Regions from separate parts of the Oryctolagus cuniculus genome. Here all the other regions are linked to region 1. The links are chromatin contacts, called in public Hi-C and Micro-C maps. All regions are on one chromosome and are shown on one strand. The core of a region is the stretch at or near the end of the contact, and the rest is flanking DNA. Distances in the headings are between cores, read along the strand shown.

The links. Hi-C and Micro-C count contacts between places; a contact is called where the count stands out from the background.
Region 2: a Hi-C map of skin fibroblasts shows a contact between it and region 1, with 6 times the contacts expected there. The contact joins the enhancer-like site here to the promoter of HIF1A in region 1. A contact is called at or near these places in 2 of 6 Hi-C or Micro-C datasets (embryonic fibroblasts and skin fibroblasts).
Region 3: a contact with region 1 is called in a Hi-C map of embryonic fibroblasts, with 3 times the contacts expected there. The contact joins the enhancer-like site here to the promoter of HIF1A in region 1. A contact is called at or near these places in 2 of 6 Hi-C or Micro-C datasets (embryonic fibroblasts and skin fibroblasts).
Region 4: a contact with region 1 is called in a Micro-C map of ear pinna, with 2.6 times the contacts expected there. The contact joins the enhancer-like site here to the promoter of HIF1A in region 1. A contact is called at or near these places in 2 of 6 Hi-C or Micro-C datasets (ear pinna and skin fibroblasts).

The regions. Positions count from the first base shown.
Region 1 is chr20:8,817,893-8,821,545 of mOryCun1.1, forward strand. HIF1A (hypoxia inducible factor 1 subunit alpha) reads right to left here and starts at 1,666. Exons shown (of 18, transcript NM_001082782.1): 1 at 1,624-1,666. The coding sequence starts at 1,658.
Region 2 is chr20:9,036,826-9,040,478 of mOryCun1.1, forward strand. All of the region lies in intron 10 of PRKCH (protein kinase C eta), which reads right to left. Among named protein-coding and RNA genes, the nearest start is that of HIF1A, 220 kb to the left of the region's middle. Within about 2 kb of position 1,791, at least 1 of the 8 cell types and tissues checked has an H3K27ac peak or open chromatin away from gene starts, as enhancers often do.
Region 3 is chr20:8,986,541-8,990,193 of mOryCun1.1, forward strand. No RefSeq gene overlaps it. Among named protein-coding and RNA genes, the nearest start is that of HIF1A, 170 kb to the left of the region's middle. Within about 2 kb of position 2,106, at least 5 of the 8 cell types and tissues checked have an H3K27ac peak or open chromatin away from gene starts, as enhancers often do.
Region 4 is chr20:8,952,906-8,956,558 of mOryCun1.1, forward strand. LOC103351648 (a long non-coding RNA gene) reads left to right here. Exons shown (of 3, transcript XR_519381.4): 3 at 1-3,653. Among named protein-coding and RNA genes, the nearest start is that of HIF1A, 140 kb to the left of the region's middle. Within about 2 kb of position 1,571, at least 5 of the 8 cell types and tissues checked have an H3K27ac peak or open chromatin away from gene starts, as enhancers often do. A contact at or near this core is called in ear pinna, where this site is marked.

The DNA of each region.
Region 1 (3,653 bases), core at 416-2,915:
CTTCTGGTATTAACTGAAGAATAGCAAAGAAGAAATCAGTAAAGTATTACATATAAAAAGGAAGTGACTGGTACACAACCTAATGCATTGTGGTAACTATGATTCAGTATATAATAAGGACGGAAAATTGGCACTACACAGAGGTAATCTGCCTTTGGTTTACAATATAGCAGCCTCTTCATTTCATCAAAAACACTGTAATCACTTCTGCAAAATTAATTGCAATTAATTCCTGGTTAACTCTTGAAATTAAATCTAGACTTGTGTGCTCATGTTTTAAATTGTGTAAGTGCTCTCTCCCCGGTGTATATAAACTGAGAATTTTACATTCTATTGAATAGGGACCAAGATAAAGAATCTACAAAACAGCAAGGATATAAACAAGTTTATCTTCCGCTCATACTGATTAGAGAAGTTAATCTCTCCCATAAGAGTGGAAGGACTTAACAGTAAAGCCAGCCTACGTTACTACTCCTACTATATAAATCCTCAATTCCTTAAAATAATTTCCTCAACGGTGAAAATACCAAAGTGGAGAAAATAGGGAGGGGGGTACTGTAAATACCACGGGTTCCACCATTCTTAATCTTTCTATAATGTACCCCTCTTACACTTCACGCTGTTCAATAAACTTGCTTTAAGTCCCAACACAATCTGGATATGTGCTGATGGTTTCCTTCAAATATATTAAAATATCAGGAAAACGAGACAGTTCTGAAAAAAAAAAAATCCTCCAACACTTTAGTGTTGCATTTCGTTTGCTCCGGTCATCTACTTCGCTTTTCAACCTCACTGACACTGTCTGCCTAAATCGAAGCCGCCCGTTACATTTTCACCAAGATATTTTCGGGAATGAATGAGGCACGGATTCCTGCTCATCGTCTGGGCTCCCTGGATCCCAAGTCTCCACTTCCCAAGTTCCCGCTACAGCCTGGCGATGTGCCCCCCAATTCCCGTTACTCCGACTCCCAAGTCTGGGCAAGTTTTTCCAGCCGATTAAAACAACAAAACGAAAAACAAAACCTGCACGTGCAAACTAAAAAGTTAGCATCCGAAGGCCGCCGCGGCCAATCCCCCCACCACGGCACAAAGGCAGCGACACCCGCCGCGGCGGGACCGCCGCAAGGGCCAGCCCAGCCGCGGCCGCCGGGGCCCCGCACCCGCCGGCGAGCCGCGGCCAGCGTGCGGGGCGCCCGGCCCGCGCCTTCCCCGCCACCGGGAGGGAGCGGAAGCTCCGGGTGCGAGCGGCGGCGCCGAGCTGCGGGCTCGGCTTCCAGGCTGGGGCGAAGTCCCCTCCGGACGGGGCCGCGCCGCAAGGCTGGGGCTCCGCGGCGGGCGCGGGGGGCGGCGCGAGGACCCCCGCAGCCCCGGCTGGGGGCGGCGGCGGCGGCGGCGTGCAGACCCCCGGCCCCCTGGAAGCACTTTCGAGGCGTCTCCCACCCCCCACGACAAGATGGCGACGTGGACAGCGGGGGAGCCCGGCCGGCGAGGTTGGGGGAAAGAGAGGGGAGGGGAGAGGAGGCAGAAACAACAAAAAAAAAGGCCGGGCGACCCCCGCCCGCCCAGCGACCCACCCCGGGAGCGCCGCGGCCCGGCGGGCGGGCGGGCGGGGAAGGGGCTTACTTTTTCTTGTCGTTCGCGCCGCCGGCGCCCTCCATGGCGATTCGGTCTCCGCGATGCCTTCCCGGCCGGCGGCCCCCAGGCTCGCTCCGGCCTAAGCGCCGGCTCCCTGCACACGCGGAGAGAGCAGAGCAAGTCCGGGTGGGGGCGGCGGCGGGGGAGGGGTGCGAGGCGGGAAGCTCCTCGCAGAGCAGAGCGGGGCGGCGAGCGCGGAGTCCGGCGCGAGCCTCCGCGCAGGCTGCTTGTCACGGCCCGGCCCGACGCGCTGGGCCCACTCGGCAGCGAGGACGGTCCTCGCGTCCCCTCAGACGAGGCGGCTCTGCGCTCGGCGGAGCTGAGGCAGCGGGCAGGGGGCGGGCAAGGGCGGAGGCGCGCCCGGCCGCGCGGGGAGGGGAGGGGCGGGGCGGGAGCGCGCGCCCCCGCCCCTCGCCTGCCCGCCGAGCCCAGCGCGCGCGCGCGCGCCCCCGCAGGCCCGCCTCACCTGAGGGGGAGGCGGGCTGCTCGGGAGCCAATGGCGAGCGACGCAGGCGGCCAGTGCCCACCCCAGCCCACGTCGCTCTCAGCCAATCCGGAGGCGCTCAGCTGAGGCACAGCTGGGACGCGCCGCGGCGCTCACGTGCCCGTCTGTGTGCGGCCGGGGCGGAGAGAAAGGCGTTGGGGGGTGCGTCTGCGCCGGGACTAGGGGGCACCCAGCGCCTGCCGCTGGGGACGGCGGCGGCGGGCTTGCGGGAGGCGCTGCTGAGGGGAGTTGGCGGCTGCCCGGGCCCGAGGTTGCATCACGTTTTCCCGCTCCCGCGCTCCCCTCAGGCGGCGTAGCCGAGTTCCCTGTGGGAAAGCGCAGCCCTGGCGGCTTGGGCGCGAGCCCCCCGGGTCTCCCCGCTCGGACGCGTTGCGGCGCGGCCTTCCTGCCAGGCTGCCCGCGCTCTGCCGCACGGCACGGGGGACCCCGCGGGGCCCCTGAGGCGTTCTGTCGCGAACTTGTTTAAGTTAATGCCAGGGAAAACCTCACAGACCCGTTGTTGCACGCCTCTCTCCGAGGAAGGAAGGTGTGAAGTTACTGTAGAAACGGCTTTCAGAAGCGAGAATATATAAACCTGCATTTCAGGGAGGGTCGGAAAAATGGCTTTAGGCACACTTTTCTTTGTGCTTTCTTAGCGCTTTTGCAAGACGATCTTGCGTGGATTCAGAAGAGTCTCCTTGAGTTGCGTTCGCGGTGTAGACCGAGTCCGGAACCCAGGCTGCCTCCGGGGCATGGGCCAGAGCCCGCCGGGTTGGAAGGAACCGGGCACGACGGTGCTGGCTAGCACTGCCTGTTTGCTGACAGGACTGCGAGTTACGGAACAAAACTTAAGCACTTTTTTGTCTTTAGAACCATACATTTCAAGCCTCTCAAGTCTTTAAAAAAAAAAAAAACATATTTTGAGCTCCACAAAGAGCCACTGCGTATCCCTCCCCGGTGGACATCAGGGTATTTTACTGCACCTTTGCCTGGTTGTCACAGTCTAACTCTGCGCTGGTTGTTGCGTGATGTGGATATCTGCCTGTGGAGGATTTCAAGTGTGTGAATCACCAGCCCGGCTAACACAGCGTCTGACCCTGCTAGGAGAAGCCACTTGAACTGGTCAGTAGACCCATAAGGATTGATGCTAATGCTATTTTTGTTTTTTCAGATTGACAGCACTAAATGCTATGTGTTATCCAGAACAACCATGGGGTATGCCTGGAAAAAAAAATCATAGTTACTTATGATTTCTTTTTTTAAGTAGGGAAAGAATAACTTAAATTACAAATGTTTTAACATTCTGAAAATATGGTGTTGAGAACGCTGGCCTCAGAATCTAGAGTGAGTTTGCATACAGACTCTGACACGGCCTAGCAAATCAGCTAACCTCTGTACCTCAGTTTGCTCATTGTAAGATGGGGATTATAATAGCATATATGCCACAGAACTCCGGACTATTGACACAATACGTGACCAGTAGCTGGTACATAGTGACTGATGATTAGCTTTTAGTATCAGCAATAATCTTGTT
Region 2 (3,653 bases), core at 541-3,040, 220 kb after region 1:
CTTTTCTGTCACTCTGCCTTTCAAATACATAAAGGAAACTTTAAAAAAAAAAAAAAGAGGCATGGGGGATGCTGTGAGCTATAGGTCAGGGACAGGAGAGGTGCGATGGGCCGCCTTAGGGGCTCAGTGCTTACTGGGCACGGGCAAGACCATGACGGAGGAACGACTTCCAGTGAGGAGGAACTAGAGCTGGGTTTCCTCTTTAGCAAAGACTTTCATCACATCCAGGAGTCGCTGTGGATGGGACATCAGGCTCCTACCAGGCTTATGCTGGACACACGGCACCAATACAACAGACAGGTTCCTAGAGTGAAACACGACTGAACCCTGGAGCACACAGGCTCCCCGTGGATGCTGGCCATTGGCAGCTGGATAGAAATACCAGGGAGACCAAGGCTGGGGCTGTCGTCCTCAGAAAGATAAGCCAGATGCTCCAGCTGTTAACGCCAACAGAGTGAAGAAGGCTACAGGGCCTGTGTGCCATGGCTGGTCCCCTCTCAGGGTAACACAGGGGCAGAGGCCCTAGCGGCACCCAGGTCAGCTCCCTGCAGACACTGTTTGACAGACAACGGTAACACCTGCTCTGCTGGGACTAGAACTTTCCCATTGGCTTGGGACAAGCAAGCAGCAGCCATCGCAGCCCCCTGCAGTCGGCACAGGTGGTCTTCTGTGGTGGGATGTGGCGGGAGGGGAGAGGGGAAGGCCTCAGGGCAGACCAGCTTCCGCAGGGGCTGTGCAGGCTGCTTGTGGCTGAACAGAGCCTTTGCCAGCACTAACAAACCCTCATCAGAGGGCCCAGGACGTGGTGGCCACTGCAGCAGATCTTATTCACCTGGTCATCTGTGGCCTCAGCCGAGGCCAACCCTGAGCCACTTAAACAGGACCGTTCAGTGTTCACACATCTCTGAAGACCCCAGAGCAGAATGTACGAAAGACAGAATTTTCTCTCGGGAAATGCCCTCTGGGAGAACACTTCCTGAACATTCCCTCTTTTTTTCCAGCATTTGGTTTTGCAACTAAAGGGCTGAGCTTCCCCCAAACACCATTTAGTTGTTCATTCTTTAAATATTTGAGCACTTCTACGCCAAATGAGCAATGCTTCCAATTTTGTTGCGGTGTTCTCCTTAACAAGAGGCATCTATCATCAAGCCTCACGTGTGAGTCACTGTTAACTTCCTAAGATCCTAGGAGGACACAGAATTCACAAAGCCAGGGAAAGTTCACGCTCCAGCTCATGTGTCTACCTGCCAGCCAAGGGAGCTGACGAAGAGATCTTCTGAGAGACAACCAAGGTTCCTCTTGCCTAAACTCTGGGATAACAAACAACAGCTAATTCAGTTTCTCCGTTAGAACATCAGTGTTGCGAGGTGAGAGACCGTAGTCTGAAGAGCCATCAGCCGTGGCATTCATTCTTGAATAAGAAGGTACTTGGAAAAGTTTATGGAAAAAAATGGACTAAAAAGATAAGCTTATTTTGGTACAAACACTTTTGAAATCCATGATAGGCACTTCTCATGAACTTCTTGAAGACCCTCTGAACACATGGGTTCCAAATTCTTTTTCACCACAATCAACTTATTTTGCAGTTCCTTCTTCCACCAACTTTTGCAAGTGTGCGCCTATGTCCATAGGTACGTTATAGATGGAATTAAAGGCCTTCCCACAGACACGTGGCTCCTTACGGCAATAATGACGGGTCACAGCTTACATTTCCTAGGAAACCACAGCCCACAGTGGTGATCTTGTCTGGTAACAAATCCAGAGTGCCCAGTTCTGGACACAGAGCACATCCAGGTTCATGGCCAAGAATGCAGTTCTGTGCAACACAGAAAGACCCAGGGCGAATTCCCGGCTATGTTCCTAAGAAGCAAAAGCGCCTGTCTGCTTCCTCCAGTCTGCGTCTTTCCCCCACTCCCAAGAGCCCCTGGGGAAATAACTCAACCCACTTCGCTGTCTGTCTGTGTGAGGTTATGGGCACAAATTCTGGACCCAGACTGCCTGGGACTGAGTCTTGGCTCCGCTTTTTATTGGCTGCATGATCTCAGGCAACTTACGGAAACACGCTGTGTTTCTTTCCTCATTAAGGAATGTAGATAACAACCAATCTTGCTTCATAGAAATTCTGACTCATTTAAAGTGAACTGCTTAGACTAGTGCCTGGAATATGTGAAATGTTATCGATGCCTTTCAACAAAAACCCAGCTGACACCCCATGACTTAGTGCTAGGATTTTTATGAAGAGTCAAAATTGATCCAGAGTACAAACAGGGTCGGTACCAACAGTGGATTAAGCCACTGCCTGCAATGCCAGCCTCCCATGTGGGCGCTGGGTCAAGTCCCAGCTGCTCCTCTTCTGATCCAGCTTCCTGCTAATGGCCTGGGAAAAGCAGTGGAAGATGGCCCAAGTGCTTGGGACCCTGCCACCCACGTGGGAGAAAGCTCTTGGCTTTGCCTAGCCCAGCCCTGGCTGCTGCAACCATCCGGAGAGTGAAGCAGCAGATGGAAGATCCATCTCTCTTTCTCTCTATCTCTGTCTCTCCCTCTCTCTGTAACTCTGAGTTTCAAATAAATAAATAAATCTTTAATTAAAAAAAAAGTACAAACTTTGTAAATTCTAGATCACTATTGTGAGTTTTGAGTCTGGGGCAAGCAGGCCATGACAGCGTTAAGTGACACACCTGGCTTATATTCTGCACTCTGGGTAGCAGGGCCAGGAGCCTGGTGCCAGTGCTTCGGGCAATGGGCAAGATGTCTCCAGAACTGGTTAAACCCCAGCAGACAACACCTTTGTCTGCTTCATCCATCTTTGCTGAGGTCAAATTCTGAATAGAGAGGAATTAAGATCTCTGTTTGGTATCAATGGCCCAGATTGGGACCAGATTTAAGCTGGTTTAAGCTGCGGTCCATCCAGTTCACCCTGAACTACCAAACACTGGTCAGTTCACCACCCATGACCCATTCTTCCGGGAGGAATAAGTCGAAGGAGGACGAACGAAGTCCCTCACTCCTGCTGATACCCACAAGACCCCTGGGGCTGGAGAACTTTATTTCCATTCTAGAGAAATGAAATTCTCCAGAAATACAACACAACATCTCCAGGAAGTAAAAGACCATCTGTATTTCAAAAGGCAACCAAATCAACTCAACTGTCCACCCAGCCTTTGTTCCCCCCACCTGCTTCCTGTGGAATTATTTAGGACCTAAACCCAACAGTGCATGCCAGTTTCATTCACCCAGCCTGGCAAGGCCACCTTTGAGAGATGCTGCTCTCTGTTTTTCACTTTATGAGTGACACTGTAACAAGCGAAGGCATCTTTCTAACTTATCCAAATATATTTTTTTTAATATTTAGAAAAAGCATTGGAGAGGCACAGAGAGATGGAGAGGAAGGTGGAGAGATATGGAGAGAGGAGAGAGGGAAGGGAAGGGGAGGGCAGGGGAGAGGCCACACTCCTCCATCTGCTGGGTCACTCCCCAAATGCCCAGGGCAGCCAGGAATGCAATCCAACTACTTGAGGCATTATTGCTTCACTACTGCCTCCAGGGGTCTACACTGCCATGAAGCTGGAGTCAGGAGCCAGAGTTAGGTATCAAACCCAGACACTCCAATGTGGTATCCGGGCATCTTCCTAAGCGGCGTAACCACTGGGCCA
Region 3 (3,653 bases), core at 856-3,355, 170 kb after region 1:
TCCTGGTGTAGGGCCTGGGAGCCTGGATTTCTGACCAGTCTCCCAGTGTGCCTGTTGAGAACTGCTGGACTGGACTGGACTGGACCGGAAAGCACCTGGGAAAGATTGGGAGCTGAGCAAGGGCGGACAGCCAGGGTCGGGTCCGGGGTGACGTTGCTCTTTAGGGCTGGAAATGAACTGCAAGGAGAGCCCCTCTCCCTGCTACCCACATTTCATAGCAGCGTGGAAATTCCCTTCTCTGCCAGGGGGGCTCTGAGCCACAGGTGAGGCCACACCTGCCACCTGTAGGGGGTCTTAGAGCCCACAGTGCTCCCTCTCCCCATGCTTATGGTCGCTGCCACCCTGTTCAGATCCTAGCAGGCTGCAGGGCTGTCTCCCATGGGGCTTAACAGCCTTGGAGGTGTAGGGTCTTGGAGAGTGGCCATGTGGATTTCCCTCGCTTCTCTCTGGTGCCTCCTTTGTGCACTCCCGCAGGCCAGGACACTTCAGACCCTGACACCCAGGGCAAGGTGAGGGAGTGTGCCCATGACAATGGCATGGGGGAGGAAGGATCAGAAACCACAGCGCGGACGCACTGACTCAGCTCATCTTTCAAGACTGCAGTTCTGAATCATCAGTGAACATGAGCTCGCTTTCACCATCATCAGAGCTGCATGTGGGTCACGGAGGTAACAGCATGAAAGTGAGCCAGAGAGAGAGAGAAGAAATTCAGTGCTCTCTCTCTCCCTCTCTCTCCTATCTAGCACCCAATCTGAAATGATCCACTTCTCCAAATCTGTTCACAGTTCAATGCCATTTTGCTGTGGGGACATCAAGGCACACATGCTAATGTCCAGTGCCCCGAAGCCCCCCTGGGGGCAGTGACAAGTTCAGGGGGTTGGCCAGAGATTGGCCCGTGGAAGGCAAAAGCGGGAACTTGAACTCTATTCCTAGGCTTGGGGCCCGGAGGGCCAAGAGGGCAGCCTAAGCTACGGCCTTGCTGCTTTTCCCCAAGACTCTTCCAGCTGCTAAGTGGCCCACTGAGGCAGTACCTTGACCGTAAGTGCCCGCGGCCCTGACCACAGCTTTCCGTGGGCTTCTCTGCCCCGGCAGGCTCTGCAGGTAAAATACTGACATCCCATTGTGGAGTGGATCATGCCATCCAGCATGGAGAACTCTCTGCCTAGTTTTCCTGCTCTAAATTCCAGACTTTTGTGTGCCTGATGTTCTGTATCAAAAGCCTGAAACTATGGGGCTGGCATGAAAATATTGTGGCGTGGAGGGTTAAGCCCCCACCCTGTGATGCCAGCATCCCCTGTAGGCGCTAGTTCCAGTCCTGGCTGCTCTGCTTCCGATCCAGCTCCCTGTTAATGTGCCTGGGAAAAAAGTGGAAGATGGTCCAAGGGCTTGGGCCGCTGCCACCTACATGGGAAACCCAGATGGTGTCCCAGACTCCTGGTTTCAGCTGGGGAGGTTTCGGACGTTTGGAGAGTAAACCAGTGAAGGGAAGATCTCTCTCTGTCTCTCTGTCTCTGTCTCTGTCTCTGCCTCTCCTCTCTGTAATTGAACCTTTCAAATAAATAAATTTTTTAAGACTAAAAATATTTACAAAGAGACCTGGGGGAGTCCTCTTGTCTCCTCCCTTTTTCTGTACCCCTGCTTGGGGGTGGGATGGAGAATCCACTATGGGGTCCCTCCTACTCCCCAAGTCCCTTCCAGAAACATCTGAGAGTGGCTGATGGGTGTTTCCCTCCTTGGAGAGGAGGTGGGAGAGGCTCTGGACGAGCTTCCCAAAGCCACAAGGCCAGAGGAGGCAGCTGACTCACCCCCAGCTGCTTCCTGGAACTGCCGTGCCGGGCTGGCGGGTGAGCCGTACTTTTCCAAGGTGATCCAGGGCTGTTGCCACATTCCTGCTCTCCCCCCACCAGACCTTCCTGTAAGTGCAACCAGAAAGTTACCCAAACCACGCATTCCTGGGCAGTCAGGCGCACGGCTCCAGACGCAAGGTTTCCAGCAGGCCTTGAGAGCCCCTGGGGACCAGGCGTACAGTCACCCCAGAGCCTCTGCACTTCCTTAGCCGGGCCACGCGCTTTCCTGGCTGGCCGTGGAGTCATGTGGAAGCCGGCGTGGGACTCCACGTCAGCCAGGAAGCACCAGCCTGGCTGGATTCCCCTTTGGGGACAGTCAGCTGAGAACGGTGTCCCAACATCCTGCAATTCACAAAGACGCTTTTTCTGGTCTGCCCTGTGCAGCCCGGGCTGAGAGCATGCCTCACACTGAATCAGTCTTGGGTTTGTTGGTTTGTTGTTGTTTTTTTTTTTTTTTTTAATTTCTGAAGCAGGGCTCTGGATTGGAAGTGCCTCTGCTGGACCACAGTGTCTGCTTCTCTCTCTCTCTGCCGCTTTGCAGAATGGAAACCCGCATGGGGTAGCAGGGACTGTGCAGAGAGGGGCGAGGAGAGATGGTGATCACTCACCCTCTGCTTCTCAGACAGAGTATGGTGGGAAACATACATGACATAGACCCTCTGTTCCCTTCTCCTCATTCCTTCCTGGCAAAGGGAGCGCTAAGGAGGGTGGGGTGTCAGGAATAAAACAGGAGGCGTAACTGGAGCCCACCCTCTTCTAGAATGAGCCTGAAAATGAGTCATTGCCCTCCCTTTTGGCTTGACTGATATAGGCTATGGGGTCAATCCCAGCTATGTGGTCCCTACTTGTAAAACTAAGTCCTGGGCCAGCACTGTGGTGTAGCAGGTAAAGCCACCACTTGCAGTGCCAGCATCACATTTAGTCGCTGGTTCAAGTCCCGGCTGCTCCACTTCTGATCCAGCTCCCTGCTATGGCCTGGGAAAGCAGTGGAAGATGGCCCATGTCCTTGGGCCCCTACACCTGTGTGGGAGACCTGGAAGAGGCTCCTGGATCCTGGCTTTGGATCAGCTCAGCTCTGGCCTTTGGGGCCATTTAGGGAGTGAATCAGTGGACCTCTCTGTGTCTCTCTGCCTCTGCCTCTCTGTAGCTCTGCCTTTCAAATAAATAAACAAAATTAAGTCTTCAGGTTAAATAAGACTGTTATTTGCATTGAGAGTTAGGAATGCACAAGGTACCTCTTTTTATTCTTGCCACAGTCTTAGGAGATGGGCGTTATTATTATCATTTTTAAAAAATCTGGGATTCAGGAGTGTTCTGTTTTCCTGCCTCCAGAGCGAGTTGTCTGCACCTGCCCCGAGGGAAGGAGTTTCATTTAAGATTGCATCCCATCCTCACGCCACCCTCTGACGTAGCTGACATTTCTGTTATTAGCTCCATTTTACAGATGAGAAAACTAAGGCTCACAGACGTTTCAAATGCTCCCACCCCCCTCCAATGACGATAGCTTGTTCAGCAGAGCCTGCGGGGGACCCCACTCCTGGCTGGCGCCAAACACCATGATTCTCTCACTATTTTGCTAATTCCAGGCGTGTGCTGGTAGCCTGTCTGCCTTCCTCCTCCTCTTCCACATCCCCATCGTCAGCCCTGATTTCTAGCACTTGCCGATTCCCATAGTTAAATATTCCCGTCAGAAGCAGTTCTCCACGTTACAGCGAGCTCACTGAGTGCTAACGCGGGTAGAGACGTGCACAACCTCTCGTGAGCTAGTGGGAGGCAGCTCGGGCGAACCGCTGGAGACCGGAACAC
Region 4 (3,653 bases), core at 321-2,820, 130 kb after region 1:
TAAATCACATCCTGAACCAACTTGACTTCCAAATCCAAATCTCCCTCCAAGTGGAATTAATCCAAACACACCTACTGACCTGTGACGAGTCTCCTTCCGGCTGTAGTTTGCTCTGGCCCAGGACACAGCAGGAGAGAGCAGACAGGACAAGCTTCAGATGTCTGCCTTGTCCCTTATCTGTTGTGTGACTGCAGGAAAATTGCTTCACCTTTCTGGGTTCTTGTTCCTTCCCTGGGAAGTGGGAATAAGGTTAGAGACCATCAGCTTTCGGTGGAGGTTAGCACCCTGGGTCTTCCTGTTTGTGCTATAGCCTAACAGAGAGGAACTGGGACTATATGTTTGTGCTATAGCCTAACTAGCCCAGGCCAGTTCACAACAGCTAGCAATGCACAGGTGTGTGCTGCAGTGGTATCGATGCCTTGGGACATCCAATACCAGAGTGCCTGGGTTCGAGTCCCAGCTCCACATCTGATTCCAGCTCCCTGCCCAAGTGCACCCTGGGAAGGAACAGTGATGGCACACATCTCTCCCACGTGCTAGACGCAGGTTGAGCTCCTGGCTCCTGGCATCAGCCTGGCTCAGCCTCAGCACTTGTGGGCATTAGGGAGTGAACCAGCAGAGGGAAGATCTTGTCTGTCTCTGTCTCTTTGCGTTTCAAATAACTTGTAAAATAAACAATTTTTTAAAGATGGCTAATGCTTTTCCAGTAATTATTATGTGCCCGTTGCTCATCCTCTCTTAGCCGTCACAATAACCCTAAAGTTGGTGCTATTGTCATCACCCCGTTCTACAGATGAGGATACTGAGGCTTCAGGAATCACCCAGCAGAGCCACAGAGCACATGCTTCTAACCGCCACACCACCATGCCGGCCGCGCTGCCCTCGGCAGTCTGCACTCTCTTCCGCTGTCCACTCGTGTCCACTCATGCCCCTGTAGAGGTGGGCTGGGAGGAGTCAGGTAGGGACACCCAAGGGGATGCTTTTCTGGGTTGAAAATCCCCACGGCACCAGGCAGGTGCCTGGGAAAACATCACGCACAGGCGGGTTTGGGAGCGTGAGGACAGCTGCGGCCGTTAGGAGAGGCAGCAGCCCGTGACAACCTCTGCCTTATAGCAAAGACCAGAGTTGGCATGGGAAAGGCTGCTGTGCACTGCACCAAGATAGTTCCCGCACCAAGTGACTCACCCCAGGCCGCCTTTATGTAGCAGTCTGTGCACTTACAATGACTTCACTTTTTAAAAATCCCATTTATATGGAACTAAACAGGGACTGTGTAGCCGTGTGAGAGACACCCCAACAACCCCACGATCCTATTACCAGGAACTTGCCACACACGCTGCCTGAACAGACCCTTCCCTTGGATTTTCTCTTCCAAATCTTCCTCTGCACAGTTATCACAATAGAAAGTAGTCGATTCCAGCTGCGCGAGGCGCTCCCACCAACCCTGCCATGCTTTTCCCAGCACTGGAAAAGTACAGAGTTTCTCTCCCGAGCATTTTAATACAGGCAGCGATCTGGGACGCAGCCAGGGCAGAATGCTAATGACATCACGGAACTCCGAGGCCAGGGAAGGAAGCCACGGCTGGGCTCTTGGAGTTGCCTCCCAGGGCTGGCCTTGGCCGCTGCCGGGCAAGCTGTCCCAAGGGACAGGAATTAATGATGTGCCTGTCTGACCAGGATGCCAGCGAGGGGACGGAAAACATTGACAAGAAAGGGCAGAAATCAGAGAAGGGGGAGGAGGAGCGAGGGTGAGAACCCACAAACGAGGGAAACCTAACACTCTCCTTGCGTTTGGCTGAAATGTAAACCCATGCATGAGTGGGAAACAGAACCTATAGGAGGCCAGGGATTAGGAGCTACTCAAACGTCACCAGCCTCACTGAGAAAACTGGTTCCCAAGCCTTTTTGAATGTTTACGAGAGGCCGTCTGCAGGAAACCGGAGCCTGCTGCGAGTTGACATTTCAGCAAAGCCTGGCCTGGGAAAGCCCGTCCTGACTCGCGCCTATGGGCCGGAGTTCATGTTCACTGCTGGGACAAGTTGACATTTCCTTCTAAAGGAAAAATACGGCAGGGACCCAAGGCTGCTCAGGAGTCCCCTGCAAGTTCTCCTTCACAACCTGAACCAACCTGGGTCTTCTTTGTTCTTTCTTTCCTTTTTTTTTTTTTTTTTTTTTAAATAAGATTTATTAGAGAGGCAGAGATCTATCTGCTGATGCACTCCCTGAATGGTGGCAACAGCCAGAGCTGGGCCGATCTGAAGCTAGGAGCCAGGAGTTTCCTCCGGGTCTCCCACACGGGTGCAGGGACCCAAGCACTTGGAGCATCTGCTCTGCTTTCTCAGGCCATAGCAGGGAGCTGGATTGGAAGTGGAGCAGCTGGAATTCCAGCTGGCACCCAAATGGGATTAGGATGCCGGCACCGCAGGAGGAGGCTTAACCCACTACACCATGGCACCAGCCACCATCCTGGGTCTTCTAACAGACCCAAGTAGGGTGAAGCCAGGCAGGTACACAGATTTAAAGAGGCGCACCCTCTTAGGGCCGTGCAGGCGCAGAGTTGAATTCTGAGAGTGAGCGCCTTCTTAAATCTTGTGCCCTTGACACCTGCTCCACCTTTTGGGCCCTTGTCTTTCTGTTCTGAAAATCCCCTCAATTCTAAGTTTCTTGGTTGGGGAAGAGGTATAGGCAATTTTCAAAGCTCCTCAGATGATTCTAATGTGTAGCTTGATGGAGAAACACTGCTTTAAATGAACAAGGGTTGGTGGCAAATTGAAGGGATGAATCCAACTGAATGCCAATACTCAATATTAATTTTGTCTTTTCTAGTCTGCACTAATTACAGGGGAAAATTACAATCTAATTCATTTTGGTTTAGTCTGTTCACTATATTAGAATACTTCAAAAAATTCATGTAAAATAGAATTAAAACTAAATTTATTTGGGGGGCTGACATTGTGGCCTAGTGGGTTAAGCCACTTCCGGTGAAGCCAGCATCCCACATTGCGGTGCCGGTTGGAGTCCCAGTTCCTCGGCTTCTGATACAGCTCCCTGTTAATGCCCCGGGAAAGCAGCAAAAGATGGCCCAAGTACCTGGCACTTTCCACCCATATGAGAAGCCCAGATGCAGTTCCAGGCTCCTAATTTCAGCCTGACTCAGCCCCAGCCTTTTTGGCCATTAGGGAGTGAGGCAGCAGATGGAAGATCTCTTTATCTCTGTTTCTGCCTCTCTCTGTGTGTCACTCAGCCCTTCAAGTAAATAAAATAAGCCTTTCTTTCCTTTTAAACAAAAATCAGGGCCGGCGCCGCGGCTCACTAGGCTAATCCTCCGCCTTGCGGCGCCGGTACACCGGGTTCTAGTCCCGGTCGGGGCGCCGGATTCTGTCCCGGTTGCCCCTCTTCCAGGCCAGCTCTCTGCTGTGGCCAGGGAGTGCAGTGGAGGATGGCCCAAGTGCTTGGGCCCTGCACCCCATAGGAGACCAGGAGAAGCACCTGGCTCCTGCCTTTGGATCAGTGCGGTGCGCCGGTCGCGGCAGCCATTGGAGGGTGAACCAATGGCAAAAGAAGACCTTTCTCTCTGTCTCTCTCACTGTCCACTCTGCCTATAAAAAAAAAAAATCAAGGGGCCAGTGCTGTGTGGTGGGCTAAGCCTCTGC